Linked DNA regions of Mus musculus: regions 1 and 3 are each linked to region 2. The links are chromatin contacts, called in public Hi-C maps. All regions are on one chromosome and are shown on one strand. Each heading gives the region's core, a stretch centred on a gene start, on an enhancer-like site or on the middle of the called end of the contact. The rest is flanking DNA. Distances are from core to core; before and after follow the strand shown. Region 1 has its middle 3.2 kb from the start of Gm32533. Region 2 overlaps Exoc4 (exocyst complex component 4). Region 3 overlaps Exoc4 (exocyst complex component 4).

The links. A called contact is a pair of places that touch in the nucleus more often than the background predicts.
Region 1: a contact with region 2 is called in a Hi-C map of cortical neurons, with 2.0 times the contacts expected there. The contact joins two enhancer-like sites. A contact is called at or near these places in 4 of 484 Hi-C or Micro-C datasets (DN3 thymocytes, the N1E-115 cell line, cerebral cortex and 1 more) and 1 of 115 datasets of contacts at active chromatin or transcription factors (astrocytes).
Region 3: a contact with region 2 is called in a Hi-C map of cortical neurons, with 1.7 times the contacts expected there. The contact joins two enhancer-like sites. A contact is called at or near these places in 1 of 39 promoter capture datasets (hippocampal neurons), 6 of 484 Hi-C or Micro-C datasets (the N1E-115 cell line, cerebellum, cerebral cortex and 1 more) and 1 of 115 datasets of contacts at active chromatin or transcription factors (CD8 T cells).

The regions. Positions count from the first base shown.
Region 1 is chr6:34,191,994-34,196,016 of GRCm38.p6, forward strand. No RefSeq gene overlaps it. Among named protein-coding and RNA genes, the nearest start is that of Gm32533, 3.2 kb to the right of the region's middle. Within about 2 kb of position 1,953, at least 25 of the 459 cell types and tissues checked have an H3K27ac peak or open chromatin away from gene starts, as enhancers often do. A contact at or near this core is called in cortical neurons, where this site is marked.
Region 2 is chr6:33,680,996-33,684,780 of GRCm38.p6, forward strand. All of the region lies in intron 10 of Exoc4 (exocyst complex component 4), which reads left to right. Among named protein-coding and RNA genes, the nearest start is that of Gm38785, 240 kb to the left of the region's middle. Within about 2 kb of position 1,431, at least 64 of the 459 cell types and tissues checked have an H3K27ac peak or open chromatin away from gene starts, as enhancers often do. A contact at or near this core is called in cortical neurons, where this site is marked.
Region 3 is chr6:33,404,856-33,408,775 of GRCm38.p6, forward strand. The region is part of intron 7 of Exoc4 (exocyst complex component 4); the gene reads left to right. Among named protein-coding and RNA genes, the nearest start is that of Gm38785, 36 kb to the right of the region's middle. Within about 2 kb of position 2,361, at least 1 of the 459 cell types and tissues checked has an H3K27ac peak or open chromatin away from gene starts, as enhancers often do. A contact at or near this core is called in cortical neurons, where this site is marked.

The DNA.
Region 1 (4,023 bases), core at 703-3,202, 510 kb after region 2:
CACATGGTTGGAGGGGAGCTTTAGAGAAAGAGTAAGGAAGCCCAGAGTTGTGGAAAGCCGGTACGTGCTGCGAGCAATCGCATGTGTGCCGCCAGTAATCTCTGAGGAGAGCTGTGTGTGCCGCGAGCAATCGCCATTATAAGATGGCGTGGGCCTCCGCTGTGCCTAACTAGTAAACAAGCTTTGTACGCAGGTGCAAGAGTGAATTCACTCCTAGTCACTCCCATTCTCGGGGTGTAATAGTGGGGTGATGGGCAAGCAACGAATCGGGAGCTGTCACGCCATATCAGGTGCTGAAACGTCACGCTGCGGGTTATAAAAGCAGCGCCATTTTCCCGGTTCGGAATCTTCCTGAGAAGCAAGCAATAAAGCTTTTGCCGCGGAAGATTCTGGTTTGTTGCGTCTTTCTTGCCGGTCGAGCGGGACGCAATACAGAGTATTGAGGAGACCACAGTGGGCTCTGACCAGCATCCGAAAGAAAAAGACAGACGAGATGGGTGGGGTGGGGGAAGTGGGGATGGGAGTGGGGTGCAGACCCACAGGAACCTCACAGGGGCTCACAGGGTTGCCCCTAGTGTGGCAAAAATTCTGGGAAGAAAATCTATGTTATCCTCAGAGGAACCCTCCCACCTAGGGGGCGTTTCTGCCTTGTTAGATTAACTGGAGAAAAGGTCACTCCTCCACCTAGAGATAGAGTCCCGTGTTTTATTACAGCAGGGAGACAGCAAGCCATTTGTTAGCGGTAAAGCTAAGCGAAGTTAATCACCTCACCTATGTTTGTGTTCCTCACAAGTGTTAATAGCATTAATTCTCTCTCCTCTCTCCCTGCCCTTCTCCCTCTCCCTCTTCCCCTCACCCCCGTATGTGTGTGTGTCTGTGTGTATACATGTGTGGGCATATGGTGTGTGTGAGTGCACACATGTACCGCGGCATACTTGTGGAGGTCAGTGGCCAGCTCCAGGTGCCTGGATTCCACCTTGCTTGAAACACAGTCTCTTGTTCCCGCTCTGCAGGCCTGGCTAGCTGGCCTGAGTTTTGGTGGAGTCTTACTCTGTCTCTCATCCCTCAGTAGGAGGATGCTGGGAATGTGTGCTACCTTGTCTGTTTTTTTCCATGGGTTCTGGACATTGGAACTCAGGTCGTCATACAGGCATGGTAAACACTCTGCCCACAGAGCCATCTTCCCAGGCCAGCAATAACTTTCAAAGATTCTCAAGGCCAAGTGTAAGGGAGTAGATACTTTACCCAAGACAGGAGTGGTGGCAGCTGCCTTTGACCCCAGCACTCAGCAGGCAGAGGCAGGAGGATCTCTTTGAGTCTGAAGACAGCCTGAGCCACGTAGAGAAAGCCTATCTCAAAAAGAAAAAAAAATTAGTCTTGGAGCTGGAGAGTTGGCTCAGTGATTAAGAGCTCTTACTGTTCTTGCAGGTTCAAGGCCCAGCTCTGTGACTTCTGGAAAACCACCCATATATACAAAATAATAAAATAAATCTTTAGAAAATATAAAAAACAACAACAAAGCAATAGTTTAATACTTGTGCACAACAAAATATAACACACTATATACCATAAAATTGCGATTATATACCATCAAAATGATTCTTTAAAGATTGAATGCCACTAGCAACGAGCTCATGCTAACTGAGGAAGAGTTTCCCGATCATAAATCTATTTTAGAACTGAAATTCATTGTACTGAAATCACCCTGAGTGAAAACACCCACACCCTCACCTGTTTGAGCGAATATTCAGTACACTGAGCACAGCTGAGTATGTTGCGTACTCACCTCGGGCAGTTTTGGGCATCCGTTATTAGTGGGGTGGTCCTTACTAGGCTATTCAACCAAGCACCCCAGACCACAAGCCCCCATTCTTCCAGGAAGCCTGCACTGCTGGATGGTGACCCATTCATGCTCCACCACTGCCCTCTAGTGTCTGGTATGCAATCCCAGCCTAGCATTTACCAGTTTTCTCAGCACAGCTAATGCTCTCTCCATGAGAGCAAGGATGACATTCTGCCCCTGTGTGTGCTCAGCTCCCATCATAATGCCTAACTGAGATGCTCACACATAAACATCTGTATTGTGAATTCATCTCTAACCAAGCAAACGCAGGGAACGGATAGATTCCTAGGTTCCATCATTAAGTTCTTCTAACCCTCTCTGTACCTTTTATTTTTGTCATGTCTCACGCTATTGCTGTGTTTATTATGTTTATCCTCTTGGCCTCTGGCCATCGTCCTTTCTATCTCTCTGCAGCCTGAGCACGTAAGACGGAACTTCAAAATAAGTGAGGGGCAGAGGTCTCCATGGCGTGTGTCTATAGCTTTAGTGATAATCTTTCTTGACAGGCAGGCTGGAAATTCAAAGGCATATTTTGTTTCCCTTTCAGCTCCTGCCTTCTGAATTGAGTTGTAAGTCTGGTGAAAAAGTTACTGCTATTTTGTATGTCTGCAAATCTCACGAAAAGTCTGGCTATGTGGCCAGCCCAAGCATAGGAAATAGAGGGATGTACATTACAGTGTAAGAAATTAATGCACGTTTATTGAAAGGCATAAGAATGGCCCAGAGCATGCCACCATTGGCTTTAGTAATGCTGGCAGAGGTGTAAGCCCTTGTTCTGGCCCTTCTGCACAGCTTACACCCCCTCGGGAGGGATTGTTCATGCACTATCGAGTTTATGGATGGAGACGGTGAGGCTTACAGGGATCAGCAGCTTTCCAAACCTGGCAGCAGGTTGTGAAACTTTCGAAAACCCAGATCTGTTTGATTCCAGTGGCTACATTCATGACAGTTCTAACTGCTGGCCCAAGCGGCCCCTGGCCTCATCATGGCTGAGACTGTCACCCAGGAATCTGGCAAGACTCCTCAATGCACTCCAGCTTGTGGGCTGGTCCCCACCTCCTGCTCTTTCTTGGACAAACTGCTCTCAAGCCATGCTGGGTTCCTTTTGTGACAGCGCCATCTTGGCTGGGAAGACTGGGCTTCTTCTTTCTTTTAATTCTGTGCTTACTATGTTCCTTCCTCGGGGAAGGTCTTTCCTGAGCACCTGAAGTCAGCCTGCTCTGATTTCTTAAAAATGACATTGATAGTCTTAAAAAAAAAACTTTATTCATTTTTATTTTAAATATATATGAGAGTTTCTCTGCATGTAAGTGTACCATGCAGTGCTTATAGACACCAGAAGAGGGCAGCAGATCTCCTGGAATTGAAATGGGAGGCAATTGTGAGCTGTTGTGTGGGTGCTGGGAACAGAACCTGGACCTCTGCTAGAGCCACAGATGATGTTAACCAACAAGTTGTTTCTCCAGGCCCAACCCAATTCTTTTAATTAGTTCTTATGGATAGTCTCTCCCATTTGGTAGTAAGTACCAGTAATTTGGGGTGCACTTCTTATGCCCAAACCTGTGCCTGGCACACCACACCCAGTATCTCCCTGTGCTAGCACATTCATTCCTTTATTATATGTCAAAATTCTTAAAGCTGACATGTGTTGAACAGCACTCCCATGCTTGGACCATGCCAGATATTTTGCACTGTGGTTGCATTTATTAGTCTGCCCTGGCCATATGAGATATATTGGATATATGGTATATATGGTATATATAGGATATATGTGTGTGTGTATATATACATATAAATAACATTACATTATATATACAATATATACCCCATATACCACATATATTGTATATTTTATTTTATATACATATACATTATATACATATACATATTTATGTATAAAACAAAGCTAAGGAACATTCTTCCCCCGCCCCCAGTATGAGAGGCTGAGCAGAGTCGGAACCACGTAACCCATCTTGCTCCCTGACTTGATTTTTCCTACAGAGCTCTCCGAGTCTTCTGAGTTCTTTGTGACAAATATTGTCTCCTCTTTTTTTGCACTGATGGCATTTTGATAAGTTATTACAGACAGCGACAAAACTGGATGTGGGGCTTTTCAGTGCGACCTCCTAAGGGCCAGGCCAGGCGATTACATAACCCGAAGGTTTTATTCGGGGCCCTTC
Region 2 (3,785 bases), core at 181-2,680:
ATTCCCTCAGGTATCGTGAGGTTATTTTAATATAAATGAGTTTATTATTTACTAAATGTCCATACTGTGTGTATAACTGTCACTTCATAATGGATGCACCTTGGTCATTCCTGTGTCATTCCTGTGGCTGTGTTAACATTTCAAGACTCTCATTTCCCAGCTCTGTCTATGCTGTGTCTGTCTTTAGCCTTCCACTTTTCTTCATGTTTCTGCCTAGCGTTTTTTCATTCATATTTTTCTTTCCATTCCTATAGAGTTTCACCCATGCTTACATTTTGCTTAATTAACAGTTTTCGCAGCTGTATTCAAAGTCCATTAAGCATTGCTAATTGTTACTACTTGGTTGCTTCCCAGGGTTTCTAAAGAAGATAAAATAAAACAGGACCAAACATGACACCTTGGTTCACTGGGGTCATCTTGATCCCTATAAAACCTAGCATACAGCTTTATTAAACTGTGTTTTCTCATAGTGAGCCACACATACTGTGATAGCAATTTAAGATGACAAAGTATTATTACTGCTAGAGAAAACTTAGATATATTTTAAAACATGTTTACACTACCTTACAGATATAATTTAAAAACAAATTGTATACACTAAAGCAAGAAACTTTTGTTAAGAAACTTTTGTTTTTCTCCAAGCAAAAAAAAAGCCCAGAGTTGTGAGCGGTTGTCAATGGTACATGAATATTCAGATAAACCACCCAGGGTTACTTGGTTGTTTAAGATGAGGCTTGATCCAGTAGCATTTGAAAAAAAAAAGGGGGGGGGATACTTTTTGCCACTCAAAACAGTGCCACCTCATCTTCTTGGAGTTATATAGACCAGGGAGTTTTGGTAGATAATGTGTGGAGAAATATGAGAAACACATTATTTTAAACTCAAAAGAGGGACAAAGAACATGGAGTAGTTTTTCCTTTTCCCAGCTGCCCTCTGGTGGCAAAGACACAGCAGACAGCAGCCATGCTGAAGGAAGCTGCTTCCCTGCTTAAGAGGGACCAACCAGAGCCTTGCCTGTGCATGTGTGATTCCAAAGCGGAGTGCAGGGCCTCCTAATTACATCCTGCTTCCCCGTGGCATCTGCTCTTATCGTGGCTGCTCCAGGCTCCACCAGCTCAGTCAATACTCACATATTAGCAGGAGACAATCGATAGAAAAATTAAAAAGGAAAGTCAAGGTAATTAGGCTAAAGCTGCTGCTTATGAGTTTTCAATAATTGCTTTCGCTTCCTCTTGTTTCCTCATCTCTAGAAAAATAGGGCCTGATTGAAGGACTGGGTCGTGTTTGACTGAGGACATGTCAAAATTATACAAAGGCAGGCAGGAAATAGAATTAAGCTGTATTTGTTTTAGAGCAGTAAAGGGGCTTTGCATGATGGCAGGGGAAGAATAGGAGCTGATTTAAATGTCCCCATTAGCAGCTGTGCCATTGTCCCTACCTGTTTCTGTCACCAGCTTCTGCACCACTAGCAGGAGCCCACTCAGAAGCACCATGACACGTCCTATACCCAAGCTCCAGGGGAAGGCAAGAGGGAGACTTCCCCCAGAAAGCAGCATCCCGATCACTCTGGAAATTTCATTCTACCTTTTACAAAACTATGAACTAAATCAAAATCTCCTAGTTGCTAGCCGTTGTGTGCCGCTGTTGAGCATTGGTCTCTGGGTACAGTTGTCATGGATGGCAGCCCACTTATGAACACATTTGGGTGAACTGTATTTCCTAGGACAGGAAGTCAAGTCTCCATTTTGACCTGCCTGGGCATTTGTGTCCTCTAAACAGAGACACCCTTCGTCTTCTTGTTGCATGGTACGGTGCCAACTACCTTATAGAGGAGGAAATACCAAGGGAGCCCCTCCTCTGAGAGTGATGAATCAAGAAGGGGAAAAAAAAAGGATAGTTTTGTTACAGAGATATTTTATGTTTTATGTCCATTTACAGTCTACATATGCATGATTTCTGTCAGCTTAAAGCACTTTATAAACTTTATAACCAAATTATGTACTTACATCATTTCATTCACTGTTGATATATAGCTGTTAAACATCTGCCACATGCATATTTCTTTCAGGAAAAAAATGTAAAAGAGAATTCGATCTTGGTAAATACACAGGAAATATTGAGATGAAAAGAATATGATATGGAAGTATTTATTGTGCACCTGCTATGTCTAAAGCATAGAAGAGCCCACTGGCAAAAGACAAAAAAAAAAGATAGAACTCTTATCACCTTCCCCACGTGCCCCTTCCTTCCTCCCTCCCTCCATGTTTGTTGATCAGAAGTGAGTGATAATACCTGTGTTTGGGTCCAGGGCAGTCTGATTTACATCATCTCGTTAACTTAGACTTTTTCTTAAGGTGTAGGGATTGATGTGTCAAACTGCTCTTGAGGCAGGTAATTCACATGTTATTGTGGATAGGGATGCTATGGTGTGGCAAGGGGAGCAGAGGCCTAGAGAGCCAGGCTTGCTTGCCAAGAGCTGTTGCACTGATTCCCCTCTGTCACTCCTCTCCTACCTGAGCTTGTGTCTGTGACTCTGTCACCTGGAGAACTTGTAGCAAGGGGACTATGTTATGATGCATGACATGAGTTTGACATTTGTTTAGAATTGTACCAGGGCTCTGTAGAAGACTCCTGCTTCCCCTACAGCCTTCGGTTGAGGTGGAGAAATTACAAACCAAACAGCTTTGATCACCTTCCTCAGCTTCCTTGGCTCCACCTCCTGGTCCTTTCCATCCCTCAGGGGAGTCCCCGTCACAGCACTTAGACTCTCCTGCCCTTCTCTGGCCTCGCTATGATCACTTTTGGGGTGTGTGGTAACTACTGTGGTTTTTAAACAGTCTTCCTATGTTAGATCTGTAACTTACAATCCTCCTGCTTCAGCCTCCTTACTGCAGGTGTGTGTGTGCCTTCATGCCTAGCTCTGAGGAAAATTTATCTTTGTAATTTTTTTTTTTTTGGTTGTGAGGGTACATAATGAGAAGAAAACTTTTGAAAGTTGGCTTTCATTTTGTACCTCAATAGTACAGAGTCTGTCTGTGCTGTGAATTCCTGGCCTGTGGGTCTCTAGACATCTCTGCCTCAACCATTCATCTCCAGTATGGGGGTTAGGATTACATATGTGAGCCACAACATGTGGCTTTTCATGAAATGGAACTCAGGCATATGTAACGATTGCTTTTACCTGTGAGCTGTCTTCCTGACTTCTACGGAAAATAATGGAAAGTTATTTTTCTCTCCTGTCATTTTATTTCAAAGAAGGTTCAACAACACCCCCTCCCTTTTCCTCTTGTATTTATTGTTTCCGTCATACCTCCATATTCTTTGTCTTTAATTTTCTATAAAAGTTTGGGTACTGAATACAAAATAACTGCAGTACAATAGTATGCCACCCTTCTGGTGATGTAAATAGATAGTAGTAACTGTGACTCAGGTTTAACTGCCTGATTTGACTTGCAGGTCTGCTGCATTTCTTTCTAACTTAAAACATTTCAGCTATGCCTTTAAATGACCTCTGTTGCTGTCAGTGAGTTATGCAAATTTACTGTTTGTTAGTTAAGAGGCATTAATAAATGTATTTCTATGAGGCATATATAATGATGCAGAAATATGAATGAGAGCTTTATGCGAAACAAAGATGTATACAGTGACATGTGATTGTGGGTATACAAACAGTTCAAATGTCTTAAATGCCCTGAATAGTGTGTCTATAATATTGTGGTTTGTTTTAGAACCATTCTATCTTCTTGCTGTCTTTTCTTCATATGAGGTACTTACCACAATGTACA
Region 3 (3,920 bases), core at 1,111-3,610, 280 kb before region 2:
TGACCAGTGCTGGAGCTGACCTGTAGCTTTTTACCAAGTACAGCTGAGCCTGCCCTGCAGCTGAATTCTAGACAACCAGATTGTTGTTGTATTCTGCCCAGCATAGGGTAGTTTATACTCACTAATGTTGTGGCTGTAGCTAAGGGATACAGGATGATGGTGGTGTAAAGGTTGTTCCCTGGGTCCTGATTTTGGAGCATTGTCTTTCCATGTAAAATCAAGGTCTTTACTGTTTCAAAGCACCAATGCATCACAAAACCAGCATCAAAATAGGCCCTATTGAGAACGGAAATCTCTCACAAGGGATGAGAACAGTACAGATTTGGAAGAGGGTTTTGGTCTTCATTAGCTGATTCCCCAAGCCTGTCACTGGCAATTGTTATAGGAGATTATGGTAGTGCTTCCCTCCCCCTTGGATAAAATAGTTATATTTTCTTAGTGGTAACAAGGGAAGTGAATCCACACAGCCTCAATTATGAAAAGAGCCTATTAAAATTCCATTTTGTTTTTTTTAGAAGTAAACATATAAAGGAAGCTGGAGGAGGCCAAGCACCTTTTTAAAAATAATGATTGTCTTGGGCTAATTCTTTCACTGTGCCTTCAGCATCATTAGCTGCCAATCCTACTGTGTGGTCTCATTCGCAATCAAAACTGATTGGAAAGGAAAGGCCAGGGTGCCAGAGACTTCCCTAAAGCAAAGAACTCAGAAACCTGGCCATCGCTTAAACTGCTTACCCTCAGCAGTACTTCCATTTACTTTTCTTTCAGCTGGGGTGGGGTATTGTTCAGCGGGTATTGTAATACATATTTCAGAAGAGAATACTGGAAAAAGAAAAGGATACTTTGTGCAAGCTCGGCCTGTTCTCAGCATATCTCTTTCTTGCCCATTTCCTTGTGATCTTTCCCTTTGCTCTGAGCTCCCCCCTCTGGCATTCATGGTATATTTCCTCTTCTGTAATTGCAAATTGCAAAGCTTCCCTCCCAAATCATTTTGCAAATGCTTTAGATTGTACAATGACTGCAGGGGCAGTTTGCTAGAGAGGGAGGCAGAGGAACAACCTGCAACATTTACTTAGAGTCACTACAGAATAAAATAAACAAAACAAAACAAAACACTTCAAACCAAAAACAAAACAAAACAAAACAGAAAAACAATGTACCATTGATGTTGCTTCAAAGATCCAGCTTGTTAGAACCATTTTCCTTCCCTCCTGTGCCAGGTCTCTTGTGAGATCATGGACAGATCCATCTGGCTCTTTGCCATTGCAGTCAATCTTTATCATTATCCTGATATGTCATGCTGTCTTTCTCTCTGTCTCTCACTGTCTCACTGTCTCTGTTTGCGTGAGACTTATTTTGAGTAAATTCCTATGTTGTATTTTCTTTAAAAGATGATTGGTAATGCCCAGTTCTTTTCAATTAAAATACTGTTTTAGATTCACATTTTCAGCTTATCTCAGATTTCCACAAGAGAGAATTTTATCTTTTAAGCATAAACATTAGAACACAAGTTCTGATGGAAAATTGTATCATGTGCATTTATCTTGTTCAGTCTTTTTGTTGCAATATACCGAGAACCTTCAGATTTTTCTATTTTATTATATATTATTTTATTTAACTTTTTTTCCCCGCACAATATATTCTTTTTCGTTTGCTTATGTTTTGAGTCAGGGTTTTCCTCTGTGGCCCTGGCTCTTCTGGACCTAACTCTGTAGATCTGGCTGGTCTGTAAATCAGAATGATCTACCTGTCTCTGCATCTGAGGGATTAAAGGCATGTGCCATCACTGCCTGGACATACAATAAATTCAGATTTCTTCTCCCTCAGATTTTGCCCACTGTCTTTCCATCCAAATGTACAACTTCTTTCTTTCTGTTTAGAAAAAAAAAAGGCAAAATATGAAAAGGCAATCAAACTAAAATAAAAAACAAACACAGAAATACAAAACCCAGAAACCAAGAGAGATGCAGACACACATGCACACACATTTGCGCAGCACACACAAACACCATGAAAACATCCAGAAACCTTAGTCATTGATGGGCACCGTCTTGAACTTGGTAGTGATGCTTCTGCTGAGCTTTCCCATATTTCCCTTTGTGAGTGATGTATAGTAGGCCCAAGGCTCCTTTCAGCTACAGAGAGGCATGCATAATTTCAGAACTAACCCCCCAGGCTTCTATTTTTTTAATCTGACTTTTTCTGCTTTTCATGCCATCTGTCTTCTTTCCCCCTCCTATGCGGTTTGGTTGTAGATCATCCTATTTAGCTACTTATATTTGTCTCATAGGAGCTTTTTATGTTTTTAAGTTGCTCAACTACTGTGAGGTAAATTGCAAAGAGAGAGAACCAAGATGGTTCTCATCCAATGAATATGCGAACAGAAAACATTCTATAGTATCAAGTGTGTGAGTCACTATCCATGGACTGTGTAGCATATATAAATTTGCTCATGAGATGTTTTTTTGATTCCAGTTATTCTGAATGGTCAGGCTGCTAGCAGGAGTACTCATTGTAAACCCTTTCTTGTTAAGTTCTACTGTCTAGTCCTTTCTGCCTCTATTGAATCAGTTAAGTCTTATGTACTCTGTGGATATCCATTTCCGTGAACAGTACTCCATTATTTTATTAATTTTCAGAACTATCAAGGTTAAATATATAGATACTGTTGTTTCTTTGTAATACGATCTTAATTTTGTTGAATGGGTAAATAAATGAGCGTGGTTAGTATTTTGCCTGTTGCTCTGGTAAAATACTCTTAACAAAACCAAATTAAGGGGAAAGGGCTTATTTTGGCCCACAGTTTGAGGATACCCAGTCTGTCCTGACAGTGGGAGCTTGAAACACCTGTTCATAATTGCATCTTTGTAAAGGAAAACAAGGGAGATGAATACTGGTACTCAGCTTATTTTCTTCTTTCTATTCATTTTGGGACTCTGGCACATGGAATGGTACCATCCATAGTTAGGGTTCGTATTCTCTCTCTCTCTCTCTCTCTCTCTCTCTCTCTCTCTCTCTCTCTCTCTCTCTCTGTTTTTCGAGACAGGCTTTCTCTGTATAGCCCTGGCTGTCCTTGAACTCACTCTCTAGACCAGGCTGGCCTCGAACTCAGAAATCCACCTGCCTCTGCCTCCCGAGTGCTGGGATTAAAGGCGTGCGCCACCACGCCGAGCTAGGGTTGGTATTCTCAGGTGACCTAGTCTAGAAAATCCTTCACAAGCAGTTCAAAGCTTTTTTCTTGACTGACTCTACATCGGATGACGTTGACAGGCTGGACTGTCACAGTGAGCAGTGATGCTTTTGACACTGAAGCAGGTACTCCAACCCTTCTGTAGTTAGATATCTGATTAGAATATTTTTACATTTCATTATTTCTTGTTGATTTTTCACTACCCATTTTTGAGATCATAGAATTACTCTAGGGAAATGATTTGAGATTGTTGCTCGTATGTCACTCAATGTTTTTATTCTCACTTTTGAGGCAGGGAGTCTCTACAGAGTATAGTCTGCCTATGTTCAGACTTTTTTTTGCCACCTCAGCCGACCACCCCGATATTGAAATTATAGGTATATACTACTATAGTAGGTGTCTTGGTTGTTTTTAAAAGATGTTTGTGCCTCCTCTTCAGCATTTATAGAAATTGACTCTAGTCAATTTCTATACCCAGTCAAACTCACGATGCCTTAGACCTGCACTATCCACACTTACGGTTTTAGCTGACATGTCTGTACTCAACCATCTATCCACCTGAGCTCTGCCTTCTAAGACAAGATCCTGGAATATGATTCAAGATGTCTTTTCCAGGCCAGAGCTGTTGTTATTGATACAAATGATGTTATATGTGTCATCTCCCTTTCCTGTATAAGAATCAGAAACTTTTGGTATAACTTGATTGGTATATAGTATTAATGCATATTAT